Regions from separate parts of the Zea mays genome. Here region 1 is linked to region 2. Evidence: chromatin contacts called from public Hi-C data. All regions are on one chromosome and are shown on one strand. Each heading gives the region's core, a stretch centred on a gene start, on an enhancer-like site or on the middle of the called end of the contact. The rest is flanking DNA. Distances are from core to core; before and after follow the strand shown. Region 1 holds the start of LOC541809 (glucose translocator 1). Region 2 holds the start of LOC103634790.

Evidence for each region. A called contact is a pair of places that touch in the nucleus more often than the background predicts.
Region 1: a Hi-C map of tassel shows a contact between it and region 2, with 4 times the contacts expected there. The contact joins the promoter of LOC541809 here to the promoter of LOC103634790 in region 2. A contact is called at or near these places in 2 of 25 Hi-C or Micro-C datasets (ear and tassel).

What each region holds. Positions count from the first base shown.
Region 1 is chr8:13,194,118-13,197,823 of Zm-B73-REFERENCE-NAM-5.0, forward strand. It overlaps LOC541809 (glucose translocator 1), which reads left to right and starts at 1,505. Exons shown (of 13, transcript NM_001319776.1): 1 at 1,505-1,746; 2 at 2,512-2,623; 3 at 2,812-2,879; 4 at 3,101-3,233; 5 at 3,313-3,412; 6 at 3,527-3,639. The coding sequence starts at 1,509. It overlaps TRNAT-AGU (transfer RNA threonine (anticodon AGU)), which reads left to right and starts at 268; the gene lies at 268-341.
Region 2 is chr8:12,354,242-12,357,811 of Zm-B73-REFERENCE-NAM-5.0, forward strand. It overlaps LOC103634790, which reads left to right and starts at 2,161. Exons shown (of 1, transcript XM_008657382.4): 1 at 2,161-3,355. The coding sequence starts at 2,504. The coding sequence ends at 3,067.

The DNA.
Region 1 (3,706 bases), core at 255-2,754, 840 kb after region 2:
ACCTATAATTTAGAAATGAGTAAATTTTATTGAATTTAGGGTATCAACAAAATATTATGCTTCGACAGTAAAGCCTCAAACATATATTATACGGCAGACCACTACGGTGTAGTATATTTGAGACATTTGAGAGAGTGCCCTATATTTTTTGACTGAATTTTATAAAATGAGGTATTGTTGGAGTAGTTTTTGCTGTGCAGAATAATATATTTTAGAAGAAAATATTTCTTTCAACGAAAGTAATTATAATTTTTAAGAAAAACAACAGCTTTCGTAGCTCAGTTGGTTAGAGCACCCGTTTAGTAAGCGGGAGGTCTTGAGTTCAACTCTCAACGAAAGCAATTATAATTTTTATCTTTAAATTTTAAGGAAACCTTTTTATAAATCTCATACCATATAATAACTAGCCCGGGTTAATTTTAATAAGTTATAATCTTTAAGAACAACAGACACTCATAGGAAAATATATGATTTTTTATCCTCTAGAATTTGTTATATCGTAGCAGCTTATCCTATAGACACGTCTAGTGTCATCGGTGTTTTGCACCGGGCAAGGTGTGCAGTCCTAACAGCTCTAACTAAAAACATGATAGATCACAGAAATAACTCATTTGGTAAGCTTGCTTTAAAAAAAACACAACTGCTGAGTATTGACATTGTCTCACATGTATTTAAGGACAAATTCAGATGCATTTTCAAATATGTGCTAGTATTAAGTGTCACATATATCATAACTTATGATACATAAATCAATGTCACATATTTATTAGATAATAGAATTTTCATACAAAAATAGCTAAGTAAAATTTTGAGGTACGAGTTTAAGGTATTGTAGTAGATGTTCTAAGTACGCCGAAGGAGCTTGATGATAAAAAAGACGGGTTTCATAAAAACAATATCCTGGGAGGTTCTCATCCGACGAGCAACTGTACCCCCACCGTGTTGTGTTAAAGTCGTCGAGTCAAGCCAATCCATACCGACTATCGGCTCACCCACGTCACCAGTGTTGTGTTGTAAGCCTACTAAAATTTGCTGTTATTGATTTTTGGACCCTTTCATTTCATCAGGTGCACGCGTCGATGTCGTTGCCAGCACGGTAAGTCCTCCGAGTCATGTAGCCATCAGCAGGAAGCCTTTAGAAAAAAAAAGTAAGGATTCCTTTAGATAAGTAGATTTCGAGTTTTTTTTTCGTTTTCTGTTTTTTATCGTGTGAAATTCGTACACACATTCCAGCGAAATTCCTGCGTTGAAAGAAGTCCGGCCCCATCCGCTGCTTAACTATCGGATCTTGCGAAGGCATCGTCCTCTTCGTCTCCTTCGTCGTCCTATCTTATAATCGCATTTCGAAATCCCCAAACGGAAGCATCGCCACTCTTCCGAACCTGTAGTCGCTTACCCACTGCCAACTCAGCGCCATACTGTTGAATTTTTTTTTTACCTATTTCTATTTATGGTGATGGTGGTGGTGGTGTGCGATCGCAGGAACAATCACCACCGTTATTAAGAAGATGATGCGCTGCGCTGCAACGGGCGGCGGGTGCGTCGCTTCGTGGAGCGGCGATCGGAGATTGCCGGCGGTCAACCCCTGCAGCGTGCGGATGCCGACGGGCAACGATGGGTGGTGCGCCGGCCTGAGGTCGCGGGCGGCGGATCTCGCCGGCCTCGAGATGGCCAACCTGCGCGGCGGCGTCGGGGGGCTCTTCCGCGCGAGCCCGCGCTACGGGCGCTTGCAAGCCACGGCGGCAGGTGCGTCTCGGGCTACGGATAAGATTGATGCATTGTACTTGTGGATCGATTCGGTTGGGGTTGGTGTCACGAACACACGCTTGTGGTACTGGGGCTGGGGGGGGGGGGGGGGGGGGGGGGTTGGTTCCGGGAGAGGGGGTAATGTAACTGCTGACTGCAGTTAGATTCTGTGACAGCTGCCAGGGGATCGTGATATTGGATCTAGAGGTCGATGGATTTGGTAGTCCATGTTTTATGCTCAGCACCGTTGTTGTGTTTGCGTTGGGTATTCATCGAAACGCGGTGCATTTTCACTATCTCGATATGCTGATGTGATCGTCCTGGGTGGTGGTTAGTTGGGGACCTGCCGTGCTTATTATTTGATTCAGGTTTTTGAGGCGTCATAATATGTGTTATGGTCCCTCTGAACCCTGTGGGGGTGATGATCCTGAGCTGAATGCCTCTACTATGAATGCAATTTTTATTTGTAATTTTGAATAGTGCAAATATTTGTTTTTAAGAAAGGCAGGAGCATTGCCACTCACAATTAAATTAAGTCGCTTTTTAGAAACCAGAGAAAGCGGGTACTTGTAGAAGAGGAATCTGCATGATTATGGAGTCCATGTATTTTGTGTGACCCATAACGGAAGGTGATGTGGGTAGATTACTATATCACCTTCAGTGTTGCAGATGTTTTTCATCTGCACACTTTTCTACTGCAAGTTTAAATGACAGATGATGTTCAGTCTCTGCATTCTCTCAACTCATTTGACTATCCTTTTACAGTTGACCCTGAAGATATTCCATTGGAGAAGGTTCAAGTTAAATCCTCAGGACATGTTCTGCCATATGTTGGCGTTGCTTGTTTGGGGGCTATTCTGTTTGGTTACCATCTTGGGTATGTACTTTATTGCTGCTACAAGATGCTTGTTTCTTAAGCACAATTGGATGAAGCATAATTTACTGCATTTTAATTGACAAAAATGAATAATGAGCTGGAAGTATAACAGTTACATCTTTTCTGCACTTCTGTTGTGGACACAAAAACTGTTAGTTAATAGCATGAATCCGTGTTATGGAATGTAGTGTGGTCAATGGCGCACTTGAATATCTCGCGAAGGATCTTGGGATTGCTGAAAATGCTGTCTTGCAGGGTATGGCATACTTTTACATGCTCAACTTAATACTTTTTCTTGGTGTTTGTAAAGGAACATCTGACATTTGGATTGATTGTGCCACGTAATGTTTTTTTTTTTGCCAAGAAATACAATTGTCATGTTTTCTATAGTAGAAGATAGATGTCTATAATCACTCAATGATAACAGTTGCTTCTGTGCTTGCCATATGGTTCACTAGACATGTGTTTGTTACTCAGGGTGGGTGGTTAGCACATCCTTGGCTGGTGCAACACTAGGTTCTTTTACTGGGGGTTCTTTGGCAGATAAATTTGGGCGGACAAGAACATTCATCCTGGATGCAGTCCCACTTGCTCTAGGTGCATTCTTGAGGTGTGTTTTGAACTATTTAGTTGTAACTTGTAAGTGTACACTGTTATCTTTTGTGAAACTGACACACGGGCATATGCAGTGCAACAGCTCAAGATATCCGCACAATGATTATTGGCCGATTGCTTGCTGGAATTGGTATCGGGGTCTCATCTGCTCTTGTACCCCTTTACATATCTGAGGTTGTGATACGTTGACATGACAGTTGCTTTGTTCAAAACCTAATGCTGTTGTGATATGTACTTCTGCCTGTGTTGATGAACATCCCCAACAAATGAATTTCCTGTACTCTGCAGATCTCACCAACTGAAATTCGTGGAACACTTGGTACCGTTAATCAACTTTTTATTTGCATTGGAATTCTTGCAGCTTTGTTAGCTGGATTGCCTCTGGCAGGAAATCCTGCCTGGTAAGTTTTCCATTTGCTTGTTCATTTGTTTTCCCGCTTCATTTTACCTTTTGATTAATGGAAGCAA
Region 2 (3,570 bases), core at 911-3,410:
GACATTAGGTGACACGTACGAGCAACAGCGGATTTCGGATGAAGCGATGCCGACGAAGCGCGGCAAACCCGGGCTCGTCGTCTCGCGGCGGCGGATCTGGCGGGGGTAGAACGGAAACATCTCCTGCAAAAACCGGGTCCAGTCTCAGTGAGTACACGTACAGCGGGTAAGCCCACCGCTCTCGCCTAGCCCGTTGGTGGGCTCCACAACATCGTCAGCCTGGGGCGGTGCGGGGCCGGACTGGTACGCGACGCGAGGATGAAACGGACGTGGGGCCACAAGCCAGCAGCCGCACGGGGGGGGGGGGGGGGGGGGGGGGGGGGGGCACGCGCCGACGTGTTGTGTTGTGTTCTGCCCGGAGCCCTGGTGCCCGCTGCACTCGCCGGCTGGCAGGCACGTCTGGCTCGCGGCTGGCGCTCGCGCGCAACCCGAGGAGGCAGCCCCCCGAAGCGGCTCAATGAGCTAGCTGGGGCAGGGTGGCGACGGCTGACGAGCCGCGGTTGGTGGTGTGGTAGGCCGGGGGTCACGTGGTTGATGGCGGTATATGTATGGGAACCTAACCGCACGTCGGCCTACCGCTAGCTAAACGTGGACCAGGGCCAAACAAAAGCTATAGTACAACGAGAGCGGGGCTACGGGCTACGGCTAACCCACCCAGACCAGACGCGAAGGCTAGCTGCTGTGCTGACCGTTGGGCACCTCAAGGCTCAAGCCGAGCAAAGCAGAATCGCTGTCGGCTCTGGGCTCCGCTCGCGGACGCGAGTCGTGCAGGGCGCCGGACTTGAACCGCAGCAGATAGCGGACCCGAGAATCGAATTCAAACCAGAAAAACCGGGGGACGGGAAAAAAAAAGCGACACGCTCGTGCCGGATGGCCCCAGAGTCCCGATCTCGACGCCCCCCACGCCTTTTGCGCATAGACCCCCGCCACGATTCGTTATCCCGCGCTGCCTCTCGCGGTTAATTGTATTCGGAAAAGTGCCCCTGGGCGGGTCGGTTTTTAGTCCACCCACCGTTTTGCGCCGCGGACCCTGGGAGAGCTGGGTTTCGCAGGGGGAAGGGTGGGTGGGTGGGTCACATGCTTGGTGCTGCCTGGCTTCGGAGCGTGGCCTAGCCTAGCCTAGGTGGTTGGGTGCACCGTACATTTGGATCGGGTTGGGTTGGCTTTTGGCTCCCGGTGGTCCTGCGGTCATATGCGTACGGCGCGTCGAATCTTAAGACACACGGATGGACACAACCCTTCGAAATGCAGGATTTACAGAAGAAGAACTGATAATACTTTTCCTCTTATCTAGTCCCTCTATTTCCGGTATATGAATTGTAACTACTTTTTATTTTAGTCGTATTATAAAAGACGTGCTCCCTTTTAACATGCATGTAACAATAGCACTAGAGAGAGAATTAAATATATCTCTTGGCCTTTAAATTAGAGGTGCTTATGATTACACCTTATATAAATACAGAGGGAGTATATAGTTTCTCAGTTTATAAATTTTATTACCGACCATATATATTATACAGTGTGTGAAGTTCATAAAACACACAACAGCAGAAAATCTGTGAGGTTCAGAACCTACCTGTCTCTGAACGGATTTTTGACCGGGTTATTGCTGACCGCACCATGCAAGCACGTCCTCGAAATCTTTTTCAGACGGGAATAATACGCCTTTAAAAATATAGCTGGCTCCACCTCATCTTCCAAGCTAAAAAGAGACCCGCCCGAGCTAAAGACCCCCCCCCCCCCCCCCCCCCCCCCCACCGCTAACCAATACAGCCAGCCAGTCAGCCAGACAGACGGATGGATGGCTTTTCAAAGGTCAGAAAAGAAAAACCGTGACAGAAATATCGGAGGTGGCCGTCGCCGTTCAAACGCCCCAATCCACCACCCATCCAGTATTCCAGTCTAGGGAGGGCGTGGACAAAACAAAATAGGCAGGCGCGGGCGGCCACGGCCACGGCCACGCGACCCGGCCGGGCCTTCCGCCTTCCAGATGGCGTGCGGTGCCTCAGCCAGGCGCGCGCGCACCCATCACAGTCCCCGTCCGTCCGTGTCCGTGTCCGTGTCCGTTCGTCGCGGCGCGCGCAGCCCCCAACCGGCAACCAAATAAAGAAAAAGCTAGCAAAAGATAAGCTAACAAGCAGTAGTACTACTCCCTGGCTGCACCGCCACCACCGCACCAGACCAGACCAAACCAAACCGCGCGAGCGATTTTTGCGGCAAACCCCCTGCGAGAAACGTCGTCCGCAGAGCCACCCACCACGGGCAGGGCTATATAAGCCGGCCCCCCCAACTCGGCGTCGCTGCGCAAAACACCTCGCCTTTTGTACTCTTGCGTCTCTGCCCTCGCGTTATCGCCTTCGTCACGCTCGCTCGCCTGGCTGGCTTGTGCCTTGCCTTGCTCGGCGTACGCGAACGCAGCGAGAGGGAGGAGCAAGGAAATAGAGAGAGACAGAGAGAGAGAGAGAAAAAATCAAGTCATCCCCCTTTCCTCTGAGCTCGTTCCATGGAGAACTCTTCTCACAAGCGGGCGCGGGAGGCGGGCGACCTCGTCGCCGGCGGCTGCGGAGAGGAGGGCTCGCCGCAGGCCGACGCCAAGAGGCTGCGGCCGCAGGACCTGCTCGACATGCTGGAGGACGACACCGACGCGGCCGCGGCCGGCGACCTAGCGTCGGTCATGCGGAGCCTGGAGGAGGAGATAGCCAGCTTCGACGAGGCCGCGGAGGCGCCGGCGCCGGCGCCGGAGCTGGGCTTCCTGCTCGAGGCCTCGGACGACGAGCTGGGGCTGCCGCCCGCCTCCTCTTCGGAGGAGGAGGAGGCCGGGCGCGCGGGGGCGCCGTTCCCGCCCGCGCTCGACGGCCAGATCTGGGGCTTCGAGGACGAGATCGTGGACGGAGGCGGCTTCGGCGGCTACTCGCCGGAGGCCGCGGCCGCGGCCGCTGCCTCCGCCGCCGCCGCCGCGTGGGACGACGACGGCTTCGGCGCCGGCCTCTTCGCGTTCGGCGGCGACGACGCGTGTGGCCCGTCGGATCTCGCGGCCCTGCGCCACGAGACCATGCCCGCCGTCTGATGGCCATCCCCAGGGCCCAGGCAGCCGCAGCCAGTCGATTAGCCTTCCTTTTTTTTATTTTTACCTTTGTTGGCTAACCTTAGCGAGCGGGCACCCATTTTTTTGACCTGGATGTAAAGTTTTTAGAAGGGTGAAAAAACAGGGGGCGTGGAAAAAACTTGGGAGGAAGGTTCAGAGCAAGGGGAGAAGAAGATCAAAAAAAAAATCTGGAGATGGATTCTTCCTTCTTTTTTTGTCCCTGGAATTTATTTCTCGCTTCGGTAGAAAAAGCAAATAAGCAAGCAAGTATATAACGTTATTATATTAATTATTAATTATATTAATAAAATGATAAACAGTAAAGCCAGAAAGACAGATAATAATGCAACGATGGTTGCGTGGATGGAGATGGGCGATGACAGTGACACATGTGGCCGACGGAAGGACGCTGACCCAGTGACGTGACTGTGACTGCTCAAAAAAAGAATATCTTGATGAATTATGGACCGTGAAAAAAGGATGGA